Regions from separate parts of the Mus musculus genome. Here region 1 is linked to region 2. Evidence: chromatin contacts called from public Hi-C data. All regions are on one chromosome and are shown on one strand. The core of a region is the stretch at or near the end of the contact, and the rest is flanking DNA. Distances in the headings are between cores, read along the strand shown. Region 1 overlaps Tlr7 (toll-like receptor 7). Region 2 holds the start of Prps2 (phosphoribosyl pyrophosphate synthetase 2).

The links. Hi-C and Micro-C count contacts between places; a contact is called where the count stands out from the background.
Region 1: a Hi-C map of the N1E-115 cell line shows a contact between it and region 2, with 2.9 times the contacts expected there. The contact joins the enhancer-like site here to the promoter of Prps2 in region 2. A contact is called at or near these places in 1 of 39 promoter capture datasets (the SN4741 cell line), 3 of 484 Hi-C or Micro-C datasets (the N1E-115 cell line, double positive thymocytes and pre-pro-B cells), 2 of 115 datasets of contacts at active chromatin or transcription factors (the SCID.adh cell line and memory CD8 T cells) and 2 of 9 other capture datasets (adipose tissue and pancreatic islet).

Annotation. Positions count from the first base shown.
Region 1 is chrX:167,316,781-167,321,316 of GRCm38.p6, reverse strand. All of the region lies in intron 2 of Tlr7 (toll-like receptor 7), which reads left to right. Among named protein-coding and RNA genes, the nearest start is that of Tlr7, 12 kb to the left of the region's middle. Within about 2 kb of position 2,341, at least 68 of the 459 cell types and tissues checked have an H3K27ac peak or open chromatin away from gene starts, as enhancers often do. A contact at or near this core is called in the N1E-115 cell line, the SCID.adh cell line, adipose tissue and 1 more, where this site is marked.
Region 2 is chrX:167,379,610-167,384,303 of GRCm38.p6, reverse strand. Prps2 (phosphoribosyl pyrophosphate synthetase 2) reads left to right here and starts at 1,555. Exons shown (of 7, transcript NM_026662.5): 1 at 1,555-1,834. The coding sequence starts at 1,713.

The DNA of each region.
Region 1 (4,536 bases), core at 1,092-3,591, 64 kb after region 2:
GGATGAGTTGTAACACACACACACACACACACACACACACACACACACACGAGGGAGGGAGAGAGAGGGGGGTTGGCTTTACATTTCAAAATTGTGGTAATTGAAATTAACATATTTTTTAAACTTTAAACAAGAACCTCCTAGTGTTTCTTAAAGAGGGAAATTTCTAACAGAATAAAGAACCATTTTTCTATTTTTAAAACCATGCTTTCCAGACAGTCTTTTGAATTTGGCAGCCTCAGGAAAGCATGCTTTCCCTTTAATAACAAATTTAGAAAGGCCCTGTCCAGACAGTGCATTTGTGGCCCTCAGCTGCTCGCTCAGAGCCCAACTTTTCACACTGCAGTTCAGGTTCCTACTGGCAGGAGTCTCCGTGCAAACTTTGCAGGTATCCAAGTCCGAGGCTTGCAGTGCAGCCTGCATGGGAAGGCAGGAGAAGTTTCAGATGCTTTATAATCTTCGAAGGGTCAGTTCTGCCTGAGCTCATCCACTGATCATAGGACATGTGTGCTGGTAACCTTCTTTTGGCTGTATCTATTCCCAGATGACACGGATAAACTCTGTGCTTTCACTAGAGATAACAACTAGAAGCAAGGATAATGACAGAGTCTTAATGAAGATTCACTTCCGTGCCCTTCTGAACTACACATCAACCCCTTCGTTTAGAGGCCCAACTCCTTCTCAGTCACTCCTTGTACACTTAATAGATAGAATCTGATCTTCAATCTGTTCAGACATAGGCCAATAACTATTCCCTCCTGAAGACAGAGTGGGTTCATGAGCTCTACCTCTTACCCTGGGGATTGATAGGCACTTAGTAGTCTCTGTGGAAGGAGAGACCTTGTCCTCAGTGCTGTAGACACTCTTAAGATGCCCGTTGCTCTTGGTAATAACCCTTGTCCAAGCTCCAGTATGCAACCCTAATGAAACACACTGGGTCACCAACCCACACACAAAAAATCTGATGTTCAGGGCAAAAACTTTGCTAGCTATGATAATAGAATGTGGGACATCTGGAGGATTTTTTTTTAAGTTTAAGGCTTTGATTCCCTTAGCACATCTTTCCTTTGTACTCAACTATGTGGCTGGCTGGCATCATCAAAATGGAGTATATGTAAAGACAAACACATTTTGGGGGCTTAAATGTGTTTGTTCTCTGCTAATATAGGGAGAAAGGAATAGTATAGTAAGCAGCTAGGAGAATGAGAATGGGGCCTTGGTTACCTGAGTCCCACCTTACATACCTTACAGCATGTTTGCTTTTTCACTTTCTCAGAAATGAATCCACTCCTTGGAATTGAGAGGTATACAACATTTTAAAATCAGCCACGTGATTAGATTTACAGGTTTTACCAGAGATTCGATTTCTTTTTATCCTTGCTGAACTTGGATTTAAATGTGTTTAGAGTTAATGTCATGCACAACTGAAGATTTTGTCTAGTTTTCATCTAGGGGTCTGTAGATTATGACTCATAGGTTCAACCTGCTTTTGTTATCACTGAACCTTGTAATTCTGATGTTGTGTGCTACGTGGGTCTTTAAGTACCTACATAATAATAAGAATATTGCCAAGTATTTATTCTTGCATTTATTCCTTTGAGACCAGGGCTTACACTGTATATCCTAGGCTGATTCAGAAATCAAAAAATTTTTGCTTTTATGTAAAATGTTTGCCAACTCCTGATCTATATCAATGTCTCATAGAACCTTCTGCAATAATGAAGATGTCTCGAATCTATGTCCTTAAATACAGTAGCCATAAGCCTGGTAGGGCTTTGGAGGCACTTCAATTACAGTTAGTGTGACTGTGCAACTGAATTTTTTTTATTAGGTATTTTCCTCAAATTTTAATAAACTTAAAATGGCATAGCCACAAAGTGACTCATGGCTATCACATTAGAGCAGTTCCAGACCGTTTGCAGCCTAAGGACTCCATGTCCTTTCTTTTCTGTGTTTTGTGTTCCTCTCTCAAATGGATCATGGGTCCTGAGGCTGTGTGAGTCAAAGGGAAGACAAAATTCTTAATCAGATTTCTGTCCTGAACTGCCTTTTACTGTCTCCTAGCAAATGCTTAATGGAAAGCACTTGAAAACAATGCACACAAGCAGACAGCCATTTCCTCTAAGGCGATACTTTCTCTACCTATTATGTCTGCCTTTGTTTGTGGCTCTTTCAAATTAAAGAACGTCTTAATCAACTTTGCACTCTGGGCTGCAGACAGACAAAATCTCTCTGCACAAAGCTATATTTCTTTCCGGCCCTCTTGAAGACTCGCCAGCTTCTCTTTTTGTTCATGTCACTCACAAGACTGCTAAACCACAGGAAGGAGTGTCCAGCACACACTGTCTTTGTGAACACTGCTGAGCCATTTCCCATAAAAGCCAACTTGGTCTGCACATAGTCTTCCTTTCAACACAGCACAAACTGATCTTCTACTAAGTGTCCATGCATGACAGCAGAAAGCTAGCCACCAGTTTTTCAGCCTCCAATATCTGAGTCTTTCTCACAGGTAGCCTGACAAAATCAACATCATACAATTTAAGCTTTCTTATGTTTGGCAACCCATTTATAAATCCTAGAATTTAAAATTAGGTTTTTATGTGTGCAAAGAGAAATCAATGAACAGATTTAACGTAACAGTGTTTTAAGTTCTCATAAATCTCTAGAAACCAGTAATTCAGGGCCATTGTATAAACCCTACTCAATGAGGTCACAAAAATGATGGACTTATATGATCTGAATCATTCAGTCTGTTGCTGTACAACCCGAACACATTTTCCTCCTTTGGACCCTCAAAGAAGGCTGCCAGCAACATTGTCCATATTAAAAGAAGCCCCATGGAAGTACATGGAAAGGAAGAGGAATATCTTCCCTGCTTAAGAAGAGATTTCACAAGTTCAGTGCATGTCTTCCTCTCACATCCTGTTTGCAAGAGCTGGGTCACATGGTCACATTTATTGGCAACAGAGCATGGGAATGCAAGCATTTTTTTCAAAGCAGGTATTTGCTCAGTGCAAAAAATAGAGATTTTTGTCTGTGTCAGATGAGGAAAAGTAGGGAAAGATGTTTTCAGACTCTAAGAGTAATTGAAGTAATTGACAGTATGAAAAAAAATCTACAGAACAAGAACAGTATATATTTAAAATAGATCTAATGAAAGGGCAAACATTTTGTTTGGAAAAACTTCTGGAGTTTTACATTGTATTTTACATTTATATAGTTTCCTCCACCCATTATACCTTAAGTGCACAGACTATGTAATTTTCTATGTACCTAATACATAACCACCAGTGAAAGAATGCATGTGAATAAATGGATATTGTATTTTGGGTATGAATTGCCCATCTCAAGGTCATAGGTTTGAACACTTGGTCTCTAGTTGCTGGTGCTGATTTGGAGGTTGTACTACCTGGAAGAGGTAGAGTCTTGCTGGAGGATGTAGGTCACCTAGGAGGTGAGCTTTGAGATTTTGTAGACACCATCCGCCACTTCTTGTCCCCTCTATCTTATGCCTGCAGATACAGTGTGACAGACAAGTGGCCTCATACTGCAACCAATATGGACAGAGATGCATTCAGTGCTGTGATAAACTGACATCTGCTGGCATGATAGACAAAATAAACCCATCTTCGCTTCAGTTGCCTCCGTTGATTTTTTTTTGGGGGGGGGTCACAGTTATTCTTTAAAGTAATTAATAAAGCAGAATTCTGATATTTGCTTATATTTCATCTCTCACTGAGTACTTGGTAAATCACTACCTAAAGTAGAGTTGGAGCACAGCATAATCTATGTTGTCACGGACCATGTCATATCCATCAGTCATATAGACTGGATACATATGTCCTCTACATTGTATCTGCATCTGTTATTTTCCTATGGGAGGTCTAAGCAATGGATCTGGCTCAGAGATAGGTAGTGAACATCCAAACCAGTACTGGGAGCCAGCCAGTTCTTCTTGCTCATAATCCAGCAATCCCTCTACAGCTCCACGTAGAATCCTCCTGTCCTGTGCTGTAGGACATGAGAGGGTGGATTTGAACTGGGCATTTTTTTTTGAGATAGGGTTTCTCTGTATAGCCTTGGCTGTCCTGGAACTCACTTTGTAGACCAGGCTGGCCTCGAACTCAGAAATCCGCCTGCCTCTGCCTCCCAAGTGCTGGGATTAAAGGAGTGCGTCACCACGCCCAGCAAGAACTGGGCATTTTGAAAGCAGAGCCTCTTAACCTCTATCCACAAGGGAGCTTTGGGCAGATAGAAGAGGTAAAAGGAGATGTATGTTGAGCCTGGGGATATAGCTTGAAGAACTTCCCTAAGGAGATACTCTTTTCTCTATTTTTATTTCATTTGCAAAGATGTTTTGTCTGCAGATATATGTGTGCAGTACCCACCCAGTTCAGAGGAGCATGTAGGAATACCTGGAACGAGAGTTGCAGATAACTGGGAGTTGTCATGTGGATGCTGAGAATCAAACCTGGATCCTCTGGTAGAGGGGCCAGTGTTTTTAGTCACTTGGCCATCTTTTCAACACCAGGGAAT
Region 2 (4,694 bases), core at 306-2,805:
GCGCTTTGGAGAACCACTGGGGCAGTCAGTGGAGTTTCAAAGGAAACCCTTTCATAAATTCAATTTGCTTGGGTTTGAGGAACCTTAGGGGATTGGAGAGACACAGTTTCAACAGGCCAGCTAGCCTTCAACTGAAAGACCCGCCTGCCTCTGCCTCTGCCTCTGCCTCTGCCTCTGCCTCTGCCTCTGCCTCTGCCTCTGCCTCTGCCTCTGCCTCTGCCTCTGCCTCTGCCTCTGCCTCTGCCTCCAGAGTGCTGAGATTAAAGGCTGACACCTTTGCAGAGTTCAAGGAAGGGCCCAGAAGCAAATCCCCCAAAGATACGGTCAATCTAAATACTCTCCCAAACTCCAATCACACAAGAAGTGCCTTTAGAGTGGGCTACAATTCAAGGGCAAGTAGTCTTTGTTGTATATGGCAAGCCAAATTTCAGTAGACAGTGGTAGAGCCCAAGCAACTATCTGGCCAGGTTAATCTGTCTCTGAAAGCTTTTAAGAAATGTAAGTCAGGATCACTAGTGCTCCACTCGTCCAGGAGCTCAGGATGAATCTCCTTTCCTTAAGTGTGCTTTGTGCCCAGCGATTGGCGATTGGCTCTGACACTGCATTAGCTACTTCAGAAATGCTGAGGTGGGGGTTGAGGGCAGGGAAAGCAAAGGACTCTGGGAGAGGGGGGTTGGTTGCCGCAGCAGGGGTGGGGGTGGGGGGTGGGGGAGTCTGACTCTAGAGAATCCAAGGGACAGGAAGTTGTGAAGAGAGCCTGAGAGCCAGCCTATCTACATAAAAACGAGGACTCAGAAGGAATTGGTGAGAGGCAACTGACCACTTGAAAATACGCTTTCCTCTTGTGGCCAAGCTTAGGGGTCAAATGGTGGCTGTCATCAATGACTCCTTTACAGAGCAACACACATTTAGGAGCTAGACGGTAACATGTTCAGGTTTTGTGGACCAAGAAGCAAAAGACAAGAAAGAATGTGGGCATTTATATAATAAGAAAAAAAAAAAAAACCAAAATTTTCAGCTTTTGTTGAAAAAACTGGAAAACAAAATATTTGAGCTAATTTTGTAAAATATACATCTAAATTAAATGACAGAGAAAGAGAATTCTTGTTGGTGAGAAACCCTTTTCTTAGTCCATCTTCAAACGTAGTCTATATCACCACTTCAAGTGCAAACATGCTTCACTCCCGTGTGCAAATACAAACCGATGTGTGGGTCTGGCCTATGTAGACACGGTGTGCACTTGAAGCCCAGGTATCACCTCTGGGTTCTGAGCTTCCGGGTTGAAAGGCTGCTCCTGGCTGTGAGGCACCACATGGCCCTTTCCTGCAATGGCTCACTGTGCCCACTTTATCTGGTTGGTTGACCTCCCCATTTAAAGGCAAGTCAGGAAGTCCTATGTGGAGCCTGGAGCTCCCCTACGGAGCAACTGTACTTGGGTGCTTCGGGACCACCCAGAGCTTCAAACCCAGATGCCCAGCCTGCGTGGGCAGAAGCAGCCTCCCAGCACCCTCCAGCGACTCTTCAGCTGCTCCTCCTCCCTCTGGCTCCTCCCCCGGCCCTCCCCTCCCCTAGATCCTGCTGCTGCGTTTTCCCGCTTCACCAGCAGCCCAGGCCACCGCAGCAGCAGCAGCAACAGCCGCAGCAACGGTAGCAGTAGTCTGCATCGCAGTCCCTTTCTCCTTCTCCAGCGCGCTCCTCAGTCCCCGGTCACCATGCCTAACATCGTGCTCTTCAGCGGCAGTTCTCACCAGGACCTGTCGCAGCGCGTGGCCGATCGCCTGGGCCTGGAGCTGGGCAAGGTGGTCACCAAGAAGTTTAGCAACCAGGAGACCAGGTGGGAGCCTCGCTGGGGCTGAGGCAGGGGCCAAAGCATGCCCAGGCCAGCTCCGCGGGCGTCATGCTCTCCCTTCCGGGGCGGGACGGCAACAACGCGGCTGCAGAGCCAGGGCGGCTGCGCCAGGGGAGAAAGAAGTTCAGCAAGGGACCCCCAACCCCCACCCCCAACCCGGGTCACCCTGGAGTCTCTACGCGTATCCTCTGGCTGTTAACCTTCTGGTGGCTGGGCCTCCAATACCCGGACATCGGCGACCTGTCGACCCTTGGGCACCCCAGGCCCCTCTTTTGCACCGGCTCGCCTGGTGTCTTCAGTCCGGAAGGACAAAATCGGGGCAGTTACAGAGCGTCTGGGAGAGTGGGCGCAGTCTGTGGGCATCACTTCGGTGCCGGGAATGGTGGGGGCGGGGAGACATCGGTGGATCCGCCCGCCCCAGTTTCCAACTCTCTGCCAGACAGAAACCCAGAATCCTGCATGGTTGAAAAGGCTCTGCACGGGTCCTGGGCACTGGGTTTATCCCAGGGAAACTTTCGAATGCCACTTCCAGCCGCTGGCGATCAGAGTACTGCCAGCTGCTCAGGTGACTCTCCAGAGCAGCAGGCTGGCCAAGCGCTGCCTTATCCAGAAAGGTGGGTTTGTGCGGGAGTTAGGCAGAGCGTGGGAAAGCGAGACGCACGTGTTGAGCGCTCGCACCCTTCCTTTAAACTTTGTTGCATCTATCATTGCGAATAGCTTCTTTGTGTTTGTGGAGCTTAGCTGCGCACAGCAACAAGACCCCAGTTTGTTCAAAATTCCACCGGTTTCTCACATTAGCAAAAGGTGCCACCAGGCAGGCGGAAGCTCTCCTCAGCTTAGACTAGGGATTCCTTGTCCTACTTGCCCAAAGCCAATTTCTTTTCCCGAATTCTATTTAGCACAGTTAACCAACTATACAGTGCACAGTGACAGATAACCGTTCTATATTTAGTAGCGCACGAATTCATTCCGCAAGTTTTACAGAAAAAAAAAAAGTCATTCTCCGTATTTACAAAAGTTAACTTAGAAACGGATTGTAGACACAAACGTCAAAACTAAAACTGAAATTTCCAGAAGGAAGCACAAAATCTTGATGATGGAATGAATCGAGAATTTGGTTGTGAGATTAAGGGCATTTTTTTTCCTTTTGGTTGTTTTATTTTGGTTTGGTTTTCGTTTTCTGGGACAGACTTTTGCTATGTATTTAGGCTGGTATTGAACTCACCCAGGTAGTAGTCCAGGTAGGCTTCGAACTCACAGGAGAACCCTTGTTTCTACCTCCCAAGCATTAGAATTTCGGGTGTGTGTGTCATCAGACCCAGTTAGATTAATATTGATGACAAAGATGATTTTTTTCTAGAGGTTATGTGAATCCCGTGTGACCTTTTCTAGGTGGTAAACTCCATTTACACAGCTTGGGTGATAATAGAAGAAACCTGTGGACAATTCAGGTGAAAGAACTGCCACTTTGTTTACTTATTGACATTACATCCTGATTGAAGTCCCCCCTCCTCCAAGCCACCCCCTAAAATAAATTAATTAATGGGGGAACAAAAGGAAGTAATCCAAACCTTCCAGGAGTCGGCAACAAGAAAACAACAATGAAATGAACTGTGACATTGAATTAAGAACAGTGAAAAATTTATTTTCATAAGTTAAAAACAACAACAACAACAAAAGAATGCCACTCTGGGGTTGGGGAATGTAGTTCAGTTGGTAGAGTTGCTTGCAGGAGTTTGCATGAAGCCCCTGTGCAGCATCAGATCAGGATATGCTGGCACACACTACGTTCTCAGCCCTTGGGTAGAAGAAGCCAGAGAAGTGGGAATTCAAGAGCATCTTTGGCTACATGAGACCATGTCTATTTTTTTTTTCTAGTACAGAGGATGTATTCCAGGTCTTTGTGTATGCTAGGCAACAAGAAGATTCAACCACTGAGCTCCATCCCCAGCGCCCTTTGTAGACTTCAATAAATGGAGGGTGCTCTAGGACTTTGGAGAAGGATGGAGCTAGGTTTGGACATAGCAAGATTTTGTTAGTCCTTGTCCAAGTTTCAGCGGCTCTGGGGGAACAACTAGAATAAGCCTCTTTGTTTAGAAGGTGTTATCATGTAAATAAAGGAGCTGGCTCTGGAGGGAGTGGGTTTTGAAAGTGTAAGTGAAGCAACCCTTCTTTGTAATCTCAGTGCAGCACAATGCTGCAAGGCCTGGCTAATCTCCATGATCTGGCTGAGTAAGGGTTTACTACTCTAAGTCCTGTATCAGCTGATAGGGGAAACTTACTCAGATGTTCAGGCGGGATTGTTCGTACATTTATTTAAATAGAAAGAAGCCTTGTCTTTAGTTTGGGTTATCTTTTCACCACTTTTGATCCTGACAACGCCTAAGCTTGAGAAGACCCCTCAGCTCTACTTTCTGTTGAATGGGTTGAGGTTTTGTTCTGTTCTATCTGGTGTAGTGGATTTGCTTTCCCTTTCTTTGAGTCAAGTTCTCATGAGGTCTAGGCTGGTCTGGAGTTCACTGTGTCACTAAGTCTGCCCTTGATTTCATGTTCCTCCTGCCCTCACCTCCCATGCGCGGATCATAGAGTACATGTCCCAGGATACCTTGCTACTCCTTGCTACATTTTATGTTCTATCCCATAGAACATTTTAAAAGGTTAATGTGCCAACTTTTCTCACAAACTACACAGAGGTGGTGGTTGTTTTTTTTCCCCCCTCCTCAGTCCTCAAATTAAGTGTTCCTGTTTGACTGTAGAGATGAGAAAACAAAGGGCAAAAGAAAAAAGAAATGGATTCAATGTATGTAAGGTACTTTTTCTTCAGTGCCTCTTGCTGAGTGAGGAG